Regions from separate parts of the Mus musculus genome. Here region 1 is linked to region 2. The links are chromatin contacts, called in public promoter capture Hi-C maps. All regions are on one chromosome and are shown on one strand. Each heading gives the region's core, a stretch centred on a gene start, on an enhancer-like site or on the middle of the called end of the contact. The rest is flanking DNA. Distances are from core to core; before and after follow the strand shown.

What was found. Promoter capture Hi-C pulls out the DNA fragments that hold promoters and counts their contacts.
Region 1: a contact with region 2 is called in a promoter capture Hi-C map of pre-B cells, with 4 times the contacts expected there. The contact joins the promoter of Cnot1 here to the promoter of Abce1 in region 2. A contact is called at or near these places in 4 of 39 promoter capture datasets (cranial neural crest, liver, pre-B cells and 1 more).

The regions. Positions count from the first base shown.
Region 1 is chr8:95,804,625-95,811,284 of GRCm38.p6, reverse strand. It overlaps Cnot1 (CCR4-NOT transcription complex, subunit 1), which reads left to right and starts at 3,840. Exons shown (of 49, transcript NM_001372353.1): 1 at 3,840-3,952. It overlaps 4930513N10Rik (RIKEN cDNA 4930513N10 gene), which reads right to left and starts at 4,455. Exons shown (of 4, transcript NR_015574.3): 1 at 2,105-4,455; 2 at 988-1,054.
Region 2 is chr8:79,710,372-79,717,607 of GRCm38.p6, reverse strand. It overlaps Abce1 (ATP-binding cassette, sub-family E (OABP), member 1), which reads left to right and starts at 5,868. Exons shown (of 18, transcript NM_015751.2): 1 at 5,868-6,065. Anapc10 (anaphase promoting complex subunit 10) reads right to left here and starts at 5,845. Exons shown (of 5, transcript NM_001357234.1): 1 at 5,764-5,845; 2 at 4,329-4,455. The coding sequence starts at 4,443.

The sequences.
Region 1 (6,660 bases), core at 2,591-5,090, about 16 Mb before region 2:
GTGTTCCTTCCACAGCCCCTGGGGTTTTAAAAGCGAGCCACACAAAACTTGTGCTTTAATTCTTTGTCATTGATCAGAATTGGATTTTGGCCAGGAGGTTAACTTCTTTACCTTTCCATTTATTGCTGGCACATGAGAAAGGGATATCAGGAGTTCACGGCCAGCCTCTGTTAAAAAGTAAGGCCGCCCTGGACTACATTAGACTGTATTTAAACAAACAAACAAACAAACAAACAAACAAACAACCAGGACCCAGTGCTCAGCAGGTAAGAGCACTTGCTGCTCCCAAGAGACCTGGGTAACAAGCACCCACACAGAGTAACTCCAGTTCTGGGTTGAGGTACCTGACACCTTCTTCTGGTACCCACAAGAGCTCTCTTCTGGCTCTTTGAGCACCAGGCATGCAATGGTACATATCCAAACACACAGGCACAACACTCACAATCATAAAATTAAGTCTTTAAAACATGAAAGAGTTCGGGGATTTTGCTCGGTGGTAGAGCATAGGACTAAGAAGCAAGGCAATGGATTCAGTCCTCAGCTCAACAAACAAACAAACAAACAACCTGGCAAACCAAAATTAAATTTAGCTTGTTATTGCTGGCATACAAAACAAGAGCTCTACTACAAGCCTCAGTTTTATGATCCAGAAAAAACAGTGACTAACTCAGCCCCTACCTCACTGGGACATAAAGTGTGGATGAGATTACATAGTATTTTTAGAACAAGTTGGCTGATTAAAAACAAAGACAGGGCCGTGTTGGAACTCAGTGCTACAGATCTTGGCTAGCAAGTATACCCTCTATCTCTGTGCCTAGATTCCGGGCACTTGAGAAGCTGAGGTAGAGCTGAGAATTTGAGTTCCACCCAGGCAACACAGCAGAGCTATGCAAGAAGCAAACAAAAGAACAAATAAATGGGCCAGGGCACTTGACTAGCACTAGAGGCTCTGTGCTGACTCCCCTCTGGGGAGGGGAAGTAACTCACCCAGCGTAACTCAGGAAGCTAGTGATATAGTCCAGGTAGGAAGTGGGTTTCTGGTTGTTTCAGAGGGCTTAAAAAAAAAAAAACCAACACAATATTGCAGTTACTTCTTTGAGAATACCATACATGTATTTAATGTATTTTTATCATATTTATCCCACCTCTTAGGCCCCTGCCCAGATGTTAGCCTGTGTGTGTCATTGTTGTCCCCTCTGTCTGTCTGTCTCTCCCCTCTACCACCTTTGAGATAGGGTCTCACTATGTAGCTCTGGATGTCCTGGAACCAGGCTGGTTGAACTCACAGAGATCTGACTGCTTCTGCTTAAATGTCTTAAATGTGAGTGCTGAGCTCAGGTCATGAGGTATGAGACACTCTGTCTGCCTGCTTTTTTCTTTCTTTTTTTTTTTTTTTGAGACCAATTTGATCTGCCTGCGTACTCACGGATGAGGGGGCATTCACTGGAGCACAGTGAACTTATAAAACTCTCTATATACGCCAGGAGCCATCAACTGTCAGCAGTTAAGAGCACTGACTGCTTTTCTAGGGGTCCTGAGTTCAAGTCCCAGCAACCACATGTTAGCTTACAACCATCTGTAATGGGATTGGGTGCACCTTTTCTGGTGTGTCTGAAGACAGCTACACTTCCATATACATAAAATAAATAAACCTTTTAAATTTTTAAGAAATTTTTTTTTTTTTTTTTTACTTTTAACACCAAGTTCTTCTGTTGTATTTTACTTTAGCCCCGGGATATTTTGTGAAAGTCGGACAGGGAGGGTGGGAAGAAGGCTGAGAATCAGCCAGGTGAGCTCGTCTGCTCGTTAGGACATCCTGTTCTTAAGGATGTTTGAAAGCAAACATTCGTAATTGCTGAGTTAGAAGGTGACCCTTCTAGATCCTTTATGAAGGTCTTCTCAGCCATTTTAGGAAAGACAAGAACCACCCAGCCTAGATACACAGTCAAAGGACTTTGACCTTTAGGGCATTGTGAAAATCCTGGCTCAGTTTTTATGGCTGTCAGATTTTAGTAGTGATGTATAACCTCCGAGGAGAGATGGGCAGTGAGCTTAAGAATCTCCTCTAGGAGGCCCCGTTTATATCAGCTTTATTTCAGCTTACCTTCAGTTTGGGGGCAATTGAAGCTTGAACTAAACTGGTTGTAGAATTACAGAATTGATCTTGGGTAGTTGACTTGTATGTCCCCCTCCCCCTTCTCCAGAACAGTCTCAGTTCATCTTTGTCTCTCTTCTTCTTTAACAACAAAAGAAAACAAAACCCACAAAACGAAACAACCCCCATATTGCTAAATTGCACAAATAAAACATTGATAAAAAAAGTTCAAGATGGGGGCTGGAGAGGAGCTGTTTTTGCAGAGGTGCAGGGGTGGGTTTCCAGCACTCATAGAGCAGCTTACAACTTTACTGCTGAGACTCTCATCTCAGTCCCGGGGCATCCAATGCCTTCCTGGGTACCAGGTCCACACTCTCTAGGTGAACATATATATAGGCAAGCACTCAGACACTTTTTTTTTTTCATCTAGGGGTTGGAAAGATGGCACAGAGATTACAAGAGCTGGCTGCTTTTCCAGAGGACCCACCCAGTGGCTCACAACCGTTCACTTCCAGAGGGACGGGCATCCTCTTCTGACCTCTGAGGACATTGTACATGCATGGTGCATAGATTTACATGCAAGCAAACGCCTGTACACGTAAAATAAGTAATAAAAGTCTTTAACACATCTCTTTAAAGTTCAAATAGTACTGGTATGAGAGGTTACGTCTATTATCATCTCAGTATTTTGGAAGATTGCAAGGAGCTCAAGGTCAATTTATGCTTCTTAGTATGTTTCAGGCCAGCCTGGACTACAGTTGGGTTAACTGAAAGAGACCTTGTTTCAAAACTCAAACAAAAAGTCTAAAAGATAGGAGGACACAGTGGATAACGTAGCCTTTTATCCAAGAAGCAAAAGGCATTGGCATCCTTGAGAATAGCCAAGAGCAGGAGGAGAACTTCTGTTTCTATATCTCTGCAAAGCGTCCCTGCTTCAAAAGACAAATGGAAAACAAACTTTAAAAGAGCCAGGATTAGGTGGGCATCTGGGAGACTACATTCTCCAGCATGCATTGCTGCTCTAGGGCGCAGACAGTGATGGAAGAGACCACGTTACTTTTGCGACAGGAATAGGCGGGGCGTGCGACTACATAACCCAGGATGCAAAGGACCTCAACTTTGCCCCGCGTCTGACGCCTTCTGATGACTGGTGCTCCTTGCTAAAGAGATCCGAGGGGTGGACAATGCTTCCGCTGGGAACCCGCACAGCCTCTCGGACCGTGACATTTCGAAAGACGAAGGAAAGTAGACGAGCATCACCCTGTCTCTAAGTTAGAGTAGTTTGTGCGCAGGGTGGCAATGCATTAACGAGCTCCCTTCCGTATTTTTTTGTTTCCCGGAGGCAATGACCAGCCAGTCCCCATAGGTCGAACACCTCGAAGGCTTATGTCTTCGAGTCCCAAATCGAAGTTCCCAACGTCTAACCATTGGCTTACACCCGGGTGCGCAGGCGCCCAGACTCGGACCCAGTCCCAGGGCTGATGAGCGGCAATTGGCCTGAGCCCCGCAAACTAGGAGTCTGGATTGGTGGTTGCTAGCAGGAGCCTGGTTTCTTCCTCGACTTCTGCGAGTGATTAGTGTGTGATTGGTTTAAATCCGCGGGTACCCATCGGCGATTGGACCGCCGTTGCGGTCAGCGCGCGGCCATTGGCTGGGCGCTAGGGCCATCCCTCCGCCAAAGCGGGCAGCGAATGGTGAAATGGGAACTGGGAGGGGAAAGGCCGCGACGTGAGCGCGCGACCTCGGGCGCCATTTTGTCGAGAAAACAAGCGGAGTTAACCGAAGAGGGGGGTCGAGGAGAGCCGGAGTCGAGGACCCAGGAGTTTCCTGTGTCCAGCGCTGCGGGAGCCGACTGAGGTGAGGCGGGCTGGGGCTGCGGTTGGAGGTGGCGGAGGCTGGGAGTGTCAAGCTCGGGACGCGGGTCCGGGTGGGAGCGGTACCGGGGGTGGGGTGGACTGGGGACCCTGGAAGCCTTTTCCCGGGGCGTCGGGACTCGGGCAGGCGAGCCGGAGACGTGGAGCCAAGGCGGGAGGGGACGGACTCGGCCCGCTCGCGGCGGCTTTGCTCTCTTGGAGAAGGGAGACCGGGGGCTCACGTTCCTGGATTCGGAGCGCCCGGGCGCGGGTGAGCAGCTCCGGAGCGGCTCGGCCTGGAGGCCTTGCCTGGAGGCTTCGAGGATGGCGGCGGCGGAGGTGGCAGTTCGGATCCCAGGGCCTCGGCTCGCCGCGCGCGCAGGGCTGCAGCCTCCTCGGAGCGCACGAGCTCCTCAACTGTCCCTTTCCTCCCGGGCTCCCGGATGGGGGGCTATGGGCGCGGGCGCCCGCGGCCTACCTAGGTTCCTCGCTGGGCGGGCGGGCCAGGGGGCGGGTTTGGAGTTGCTGCCGATTCGTAGCGCTTTCCGGGGACTCCCTCCCCTCCTGCGCCCCCCAGCACGTTGTCAAGCCCCTCGCTTTTGGCTGCTTGGCGGTGGGAGGGGCGGGCGGGCGGGAGTGAGCACTTCCGTGTTACCCTTCTCGCTACAGGTTTTTTGTTCCACTCGCGCGCCCCGGCGCTCGCACTTTCTAACAAGTCGATAGCCCCCCAACTTAAGTCACCTAGGTCCCTGTGCGGTTGGTAGTGTTGGTTCTGCCTGTCCCAACGCCCCCAACCCTCCAACCGGCAACTACCGGCAGATGCCCACCAGTGAGCAGAATGCTTGTGGGTCTTGATTTGGTGCAGATCTTGGAGAGATCTTAGGTTAAGCCTAAGGCTAATAAGCAAACACATTTGGCCATGCCACCAGGTCCGGGAGGGAGCTCACCCACCTGTGCTCACAGACATTACTTGCAGGAGGAGTGCTTTGTAGGTTTTGAAAAGAAGTGCTTTTCAAAGTGTTGTATGGAAAATTAAGCTTCATGAGAGGTAAACGTTCCCCAGAAGTCACCTCGACAAATATTACAGTCCCACCTTCCGTGGACATTTAATCCAGGCAGGCCTTGTATCAGTGAGCTCTAGCCCCAGATGTCGAGTTTCTTTGGGGCCTATATACTTCTTTTTCCTCTCTATTCAAAACCGAGTAACAGTACTTGAGTTTTCCGGTTTTGTTGCAGTTCGGTCCCTTGTGATTACAATGGAGAGGGGGGGGAACCCAACAACAATCAGCCAATAATTGAGTGGGTGTACTGCTTATTAGAGAAAATACCAGCATTTCCCTCCTGACCTCTCTTTGGAAAAGTAGTATACATGTGTGAAAATGGTGGAGGTAGAAATGGGACCTGTTTTCAGTGCTGTGTGAGGACATTACAGATGGTTGTCCCATGGCAGGAAGACCTGATGATAGCAAGCAGGGCCTTGGCCTGAATGGCAGGCAGGATGTTAGTAAAGGTTCTTTTTGCAGGCAGAGGGTCTGACTTGGGAATTTGGTTCTTTTTCACCTGGTCCTGGCTGTTTGTTTAGTGGAAGCAAGTCTAGAATCGAGGCACACACATACACACACACAAATCTGACCTTTAGCCGGGTGTGGTGACACTGGCTGCTTGTAATCCCAGCAGTACAGAATGGGGCATGAAGCTCATTGTGATTTCTTTACAGCCTGGGCTACATGTGAAAGCCTTGTCTCAGCAACAAAAACAGTGGGAAAAAACAAAGGCTGAGTGGGGAGGATCCTAGTCACTAATACCTGAAAGTATTTTTTTAAACCCAAGATTAAAATTTGTTGAATAACACACACACACACACACACACACACACACACACACGAGTGAGTGAGTTTAGCATTCTTGTGCCATAGCTCATGCGAGGAGAGGTCTAAGAATATGAGGAGTCAGTATTTTGACGCTTAGTGAAATGTAAAGGATGGATCTCAGGTCCTCATGCTTGTGTGACAAATGCTCTTACCTTTTGAGCCATCTTGAGGCCCTTAACAATTATAGTCTTAGAAGTTGGCTTTATATTCTTGGTGACTTTATTTTATTATTTGTGTGTGTGTTGTTCATATGTATGAGTACCGTGTGTTGAAGAGTTCAGCAGAGGGAGTTGGGTTCTGTGGAAGTGGGATTATGGTTGGGTTGGCTTGTAGTTAGGGTAGCCTCAAGTTCAGAGTCCTGTCTCAGATCACTAAGTGACAGTAGGGCAGTGTTAGATTGTAGATACTTATAGACTCTTCACCACATAACCCTGTTCTGTCTCTTTAAAGCACATTTATCGTGTGTGAGTGGATTTATGTTGGTATGGTGAGTACATCCCACAGTACTCATCAAGGGTAGAGGACAACTTTGAAGAGTGGGTTCTCTCCTACTGTTTTGGTCCCAAGCATAGACCGCAGGCAGTCAGACTCGGTGGCAGGTGCCTCTACCTACTAGTGCACTGCACTTGTCCCCATTTGATGCTTCTTGAATTAACCAAAATAGTATTTGCCCTTTTGAAATGGCGTGTTTGCTGACACACACACACACTCTGTATGTGTTGTTGGGGCTGAACACAAGACCTTAACATTTGAGGCAAATGCTCTCTACCCCTGAGCTGTGTGTTTTGCTCCTTGTTGGCACTCTCCCCACCCCAAGTACTCATTGTGAAGCACAAGCTAA
Region 2 (7,236 bases), core at 4,619-7,118:
TAACATTCTAGATGTCTCCACTTCACAAAGAGAGCGTGTCTAGATCCATGGAACAGATACCAATAACTGAAAGATATATTTAGTGTCTAAGACATTTTCTTAAGTATCGCTAGTAACACAATTGCTTTCACACTGGATAGGAGGCGATTATAACTGAGCCTCATGCTTTGACTTCAAAAAACTAACAAGTAATATGTGGAGTCAGGTGTGGTGGCACACATCCTTAATTCCAATGCTTGGGAGGCAAAGGCAGGCAGATCTCTGTGAGTTCCAGGCCAGCCAAAGCTATATAATAAGACCCTGTCAGAGAAACACAGACAACACACACAAACACACACACATAGAAGGAAAATGGACTTCATAAGAGAATTCATCTATAATTATATCCTACAAGCCAAGCATGTTTCAACTAAATAAAACCAATGTGTTTTCTCCTTGTACTTAAAATCCAGATTCTTTGTGTATGTGTGCATGCTTGAGATATATGTTACATGTTCATGTGTGTACATGCATACACGTGTGATTGTGGAAACCAGAAGTCACACTGGGTATCTTCCTCTATCACTCTCCACTTATTTTGTGTGTATGTGTATTTGTACTGTATGTATGTGTTCGTGTAGGCATGTGCATGTAGGTATGGGGAGTTGCACAAAATGTGAAGCCAGAGGTCAGTGTCCTGTGTCTTCCTCAATCAGTCTCTTTATTATTTTATAAGATAGTGTCTCTCACTGACCCTGGAGCTCATCAATTAAGCAAGAAAATCTGGTCAACAAATAACAGGTATCCTCTTATCTCTGCCTTCTAAGCCCCTGGAATACAGGCACTCCTGCCATGCCAAGATTTTTACACAGGTGCTAGAGGTCAAAAAATCCTGTGGCTAGAGAAGTGGATCAGCAATTGTACTGGCTGGTTTTGTGTCAACTTGACACAGGCTGGAGTTATCACAGAGAAAGGAGCTTCAGGTGGGGGAAATGCCTCCATGAGGTCCAGCTGTTGGGCATTTTCTCAATTAGTGATCAAGCGGGGAGGTCCCCTTGTGGGTGGGACCATCTCTGGGCTGGTAGTCTTGGTTCTATAAGAGAGCAGGCTGAGCAAGCCAGGGGAAGCAAGCCAGTAAAGAACATCCCCCCCAATGGCCTCTGCATCAGCTCCTGCTTCCTGACCTGCTTGAGTTCCAGTCCTGACTTCCTTTGGTGATGAACAGCAACATAGAAGTGTAAGCTGAATAAACCCTTTCCTCCCCAACTTGCTTCTTGGTCATGATGTTTGTGCAGGAATAGAACCCTAAGACAGCACTTAAGAATATTTGCTGCAACCTGGTGTGATAGAACACGCCTTTAATCCCAGCACTCGGGAGGCAGAGGTAGGTGGATCTCTGTGAGTTCAAGGCCAACCGGGTCTACAAAGGAAGTTCCAAGGCCAGCAGAGAAATCTTGACTCAAATAACCACCCCCTCCCAATAAAGAAAAAAATGGAATTCTTCAAAAATCAAAGGTCAAGGACAAAGCCACCCAGAACAGATGTGAAGTTGTCAGATGCTTAGGGAGAGCAGAATAACTACAAATGGCATGAGCACACTTTGGAGCATTATGAAAATGCTTCATTATAATGTCTACATGACTAGAAATTAAAATTCATAACTATTGGGGTGGAGAGATGGCTCAGCAGTTAAGGGCACTAACTGCCTTTTCAGAGGACCAGGGTTCAAATTCCAGCACCCACATGGCAGCTTACAGCTGTTTGTAACTCCAAGGTCTGACACTCTCATGTAAAGATACATGCAGACAAAACACCAATGCTCATAAAATAATTTGGAAGACCAAGAACCTGAGACTAGATAGCCTAGGGACTGAGGGTAAAACCAAAATTTTACTGCTCTAAAAAAGAAAAAGAAATTTAGTGATAAAAAGACTCTTAAAGACATTCTTCGTTTGTGACCTAAAGAGGAACCAGAGTAGTTACTTAGAACTATAGATAGCTGAGTTACACCCATACACAAGTATTTACAATGGCCTAGGGGGAAGGTGGACTATACAATAGACTAGAGTAAGAACTATGGCAAGGGCACGAAGCCCTTGCCCCTGGCTTCTAAGATTAAGTGGGCCTTAGGTGGGGCTATTTTTGATCCCAGTTGTTAACATTGAATTTTATCCCAGTTGGTTCCTGCTAGTCCTTCCGTGTTTGCATTCCTCTGATTTATGTAAGAATCCAGTAACCTCATTGTCACCTAACTTCCCTCTTCCCTATTTTCTTCTGTATAAAAAGTTTGATGCTCTATTTGACAAATTACATCAGATCCACAAAAAAAAAAAAAAAAAGACATTCTTCTATACTCATAGATCAGTGCCTTGCCCAACCATCATCATAGAAGCTTCCTCCTGAAGCAAATGAGAACAAACATAGAGACCCATAGCCAGATTGTATGCAGAGAATGACAGACCTTGGAACATTCAGCCCTAAATGGGATATCTCCATTAAATCTCTCCCCTAGGAGCCCAGGGAGCTCCATGAAAGAAGAGGCAGAACGAGTTAAGAGCCAGAGGGTATGGAGGACATCAAAAACACCAGGCCCCTCTAAATCAACATAAGCACAGCTCCTATGAGCTAAGACTAAAGCAGTGCACACAACACCTGCACAGGCCTGCATCAGGTCCTCTGTGCTTGTACTATGGCTTGCAGTTTAGTGTTTGTATGGCACTCCTAAGTATGTGAACAAGTGGATCTCTGATTCTTGGGCCTTCTTATGGGTTCTTTTCCTTCTATTGGCTTGGCTTGTCCAATTTCAATATAACAGTTTTTGCTTTATCTTAGTATATTTTGTTATAGATTTCTTTCTTTCTTTTTCTTTCTTTTTTTTTTTTTTGTTTGTTTGTTTGTTTGGTTGGTTTTTTCGAGACAGGTTTCTCTGTATAGCCCTGGCTGTTCTGGAACTCACTTTGTAGACCAGGCTGGCCTTGAACTCAGAAATCCCCCTGCCTTCCAAGTGCTGGGATTAAAGGCATGCGCCACCACTGCCCGGCTGTTATGGATTTCTTAAACAAACAAAAAAAATGAATGAGTAAATGAAAATCTAGCCACTAGGTAAAGTTAACAACTGAACTGTCACGTATACCTACTAGGAGGTGAAATCGGTTTTCTCCAATAGAGCCACACTGAGTATATCAACCACTCCAGGATAGGCCTCATGTTTAATTGGTTACAATTTGCAAGAGTAGGAGTGTGTGTGAGCTTGCATTCATGAGTGCGTGCTTGTGTGTGTATGATTTTATTTTAGGTTTTTGGTTTTGAGAAGGTTTTGTTGTATAGTTTTTTTGTTTATTTTGAGAAAGAAGTTGGATGGGAACTGGGGGAGAGGAAAGGTTAGGAATTGGGAGAAGGGAAGAATATGATCAAAATATATTAAAATTTAAACAATTTTTTAAATAATAAAAAAAAACTTTGCAAAGTTAACTGGGGCAGTGGAGGTGGGGGGCAGCTTAGCCTTTGCTAAGGCTGCTGTAAAGACTGGATGACCTAATATAGCTAGAATGGTACTTTGGCCAAAGGCAGCGTCACACCTGCCTGCTGCTACTGTGACCCTGTTGTCATCAGGACTCTACAATGGTAGCATTTCACACAGTCTGAATGTTTATAGGCTTAAGTACAGTTTGCTTTTCAGGTTCTCCTACATTGTACTCATGTGTTTCTCATGTTTGAGGTCTCAAAATTTGCCATTTTAATATTTCAGTTGCTGCTTTGAAATTAATTTTACACTAATCTTTTTAAAATTATTACAAAAAAATGCCTATCAAATTATAGGTTAGGTAAATGGGAAAAAACTACACATATAACCTACCATGACACATCCTAGCAAAAGACATAGACTCCAAGAAAACTCTTAGATGCTTCCAGAAAGGACAGCAAGCACCAAATGTGTATTAAATAACAACTACATAATACCAGAGATGGGAGAGGATCTTATGAAAAAGTTAAATCTAATACTAAATACTAGACATCTTATTGATATTAGTAATGTAGCTGGATAAAAATATGCAATAAATGAAAACTCAGTTCATTAAAATTGAAGTATCTGCACAAAAAGTACATTAAAGGTAGTCTAGTGCAGAAGAAAACTCTAAGTAGGCTATCCTTTAATCCCGGCACTCGAGAGGCAGAGGTTCTGAATTTAAGGCCAACCTGGTATACAGAGCAAGTTCCAGGATAGCCAGGGCTACACAGAGAAACCATGTCTCAGAGAAGAGAAGAGAAGAGAAGAGAAGAGAAGAGAAGAGAAGAGAAGATTGATTGTAAATAATGATTATCATAGTCTGGGGTTTTGTTTTGCTTACCTGGTTTGCAGGAAGAGAGTGACCAAACAGCCTGAGACCCAATTTCCCTGACTGTTGCTGTCCTCTCCAACTGCTTAGGATCAGCACCAGGAGGTGTCTTGTTCGGTGTGGTCATTTTTAAATTATTCTATAGAGAGACAAGCAATATACATTCTACCATGCCATGACAATCCTTCTGCAAAAATATAAAAACAGAATTTCAGTGCCCAGCGTTGTGGCACATATCTGTAATCCTAGTACTCAGGGAGGCAAAGGCTGCAGAAGCACAAGAATCTGAGTTCCAGGTCAACCTGGTCGACCACAGTGAGCTCCAGGACTACACAGAGATACCTGTTTGGTTTCAGACCCGGGACCAGGGAATGAGATGCATATTTTAAATACCAAAGCAGGACCTGGCTTCCAGGTTCTCCCAGCATCCCTCAGTCCCTATCTGGATATCCTGCCTGGAACCTTGAACTTTCCAGCCCAAGGGCTGGGCTGCCCTTCCCCCAGAGGTTTCTCCCTATATAAACCAGACGTTTTGGTCTCTCTTCCTGTTTTCCACTTCTTTCTCTGCGTGCACTCAACCCCTTCTCTCTTTCCTACCCCCCCCCCCCCCCCCCGCTTCCCCATGGAGATTTCCCTGGCCTTCGTCCTTGGGGCTAGTGAACTCGCCCATCTAAGATCAGCTTCCCAATAAACCTGCATTTAATATACTCTAATCTGGCTTAAACTGGCTAATTTCACTGACGGCAAAGAAATAAGCTATCAATACTCTGTCTACAGAAATATATCAAAAAAAAAAAATAAAGTAAAATTTCAATGGCAAAATAATCACTCATATTTCCTTCATCCTCCTTACCTTTTGTTAATCCTAGTAAATCTATGAAAAGTATGAAAAAAAAACTTCTTGGAGAGTGAAAACCATGTTAAATTGTTTCGGTGACTTTTATGGCTACTTTACACTATTGTAAATTATACTTATAATAAATTCCATAAAGTTCTGCTACAAGGCTAACATAACTATAGACCACCACCTTGACACGTCCCTTTGGATTCCAAACTATCCTTATAACCACCGCACAAACAATAATAATTTATAATTTACATAATCACAGAGACATACATTCCGTTAAAACATGAATACCATGCCATTGGAGATGTAGGGGGAGAGGGGCGGCCCATCTCGACACGGGAACAAAATTCAAAGAACAGCCAAGTAGATGAGACAAAACGCTAGGGAAGAAATGGGTTCCTGGCCTTAAACAGTAATACTGAAGGAGCTGAGAATTAGACTTGGGATCCTGCCTACCACCTCCGTCTTACCGGATTAGCAAGGCCCACAAAGCCTGAGGAGACAGCAAGCCTAACGCCGCCGAGACTAGGGAGAAGGGCTCTACCTGCGCCCGCTAGCACACAGTTCTCTAAACCGAGGGAGAGCCGCTGTCTTACACACCTGATTCGCCACAATTCCGGTTCTCAGGCCCCCGCCACTCCCACTGCGGCTCGACGATTCTAGGCTCCCTCAGTTCATTGGCGTCGCGGCGCAATGACGTCACCAACGTCATCACTCCCTCCAGGGCGCCGACTCTGCGCTCTGTCGCGCACGCGCACTATGCCCTCATGCCTTGCGCGAGGCGGCGGCTGTGCACCGCCATCTTTGCCGGTGGCGGTAAGAACACGCTGTGTGCTAAGACCTGACGGCTAGCGCTGCTTTGGCTACTGCACGCCCCGCTGTAAGGGGCCCGCTGTCTCCAGGTACGAGAATTCGCGGGAGAGGTTTGGTGTTAGGCGGCCGGCTGCCACCTTGGGAAGACTCTTAGGGACACAGTCGGAACGCCTGTAAGTTAGGCCTCAGTAGCGGAGACCGTAGCGCGTGGCAACCGGCTCCAGCTGCACATCTGGGACGCCGGAGCGTTCCGCGCGCGTCCGTTCGGCCATCCCGGCCTCAGGGCGTCTGTATTCCAGACACGGCCCGCTGCCACGAGAACGGTCGCAGATGCCATAGCCTCTGCTCGCCACCCTCCACTGCCCCTTCCCCCCACCCCCGCTCCCACCCTCAAGCTAACCCTTCTGTGGAGGACGCTCCGCACCCAGCAGATCCCCCAAGCTTCCCCTCACAGTCAGACGGCTATGTTGGCATTTGGTTGTAAGAAGTAATCCTTTTTTTTTTTTTTTAATAATTGTGGACTGACTCATAGCATCTTGCCGCCATGAAGTCCAGTGCTCCTAGTCCAGTCCCAGACTTTATGGAAATGATAGGCAAACGTTCTATCTTTCTCATAGAGCGACGTGTTCTCAGTTGGGACTGCGGTTAGTAGACCAAGTGAGTTTCCGAGTTGAGTGCCTGTCTTTAGGACTTCCGAGAAGCACTTTGTAGCACCCTGTCCTCTTCCCATTAGTGACTTAATCTCTTGTTTATTACCTCTTCGGCTTCTTGACATCAGGGATGCTGTCTTCAAAATGCCTTTAAATATCCTTTCTAGGCTTAATACATTGTAGGTATTTAGTATGTGTTGCAAATAAATGATGGTCAAAGGTGAATTTCTGAACCTCAAGAGCTACATAAGTATTTTCTCTATTTTGATGGTAAAAATGGTAACTAAGGAATAGCTGTCAAAAAGCTTTTATTGCTTTGCCCTTTCTTCCAAGGGACTACAAACTACGGAGTTAGAGTAACATTTGTATTGTAGCCTATGGTCCTGTATGCTGAAAGTAGTCACCCTGTGTCTGTCAGTTGATAATGTATTCACTATAATCAAAAAGCTTAAATATTTTTGAACCAAAATGTATTTAAGGTTTTATCTTTTCATAGCACTGCTTAGCTCACCTCTATAAATGAAACAACAAAGACAAAAATATGTTTCAGAAAAACATTCTAAGTGTTTTCAGATCTTTTTGTATTCCTAAAAGTTTTTCCTGTAATAAT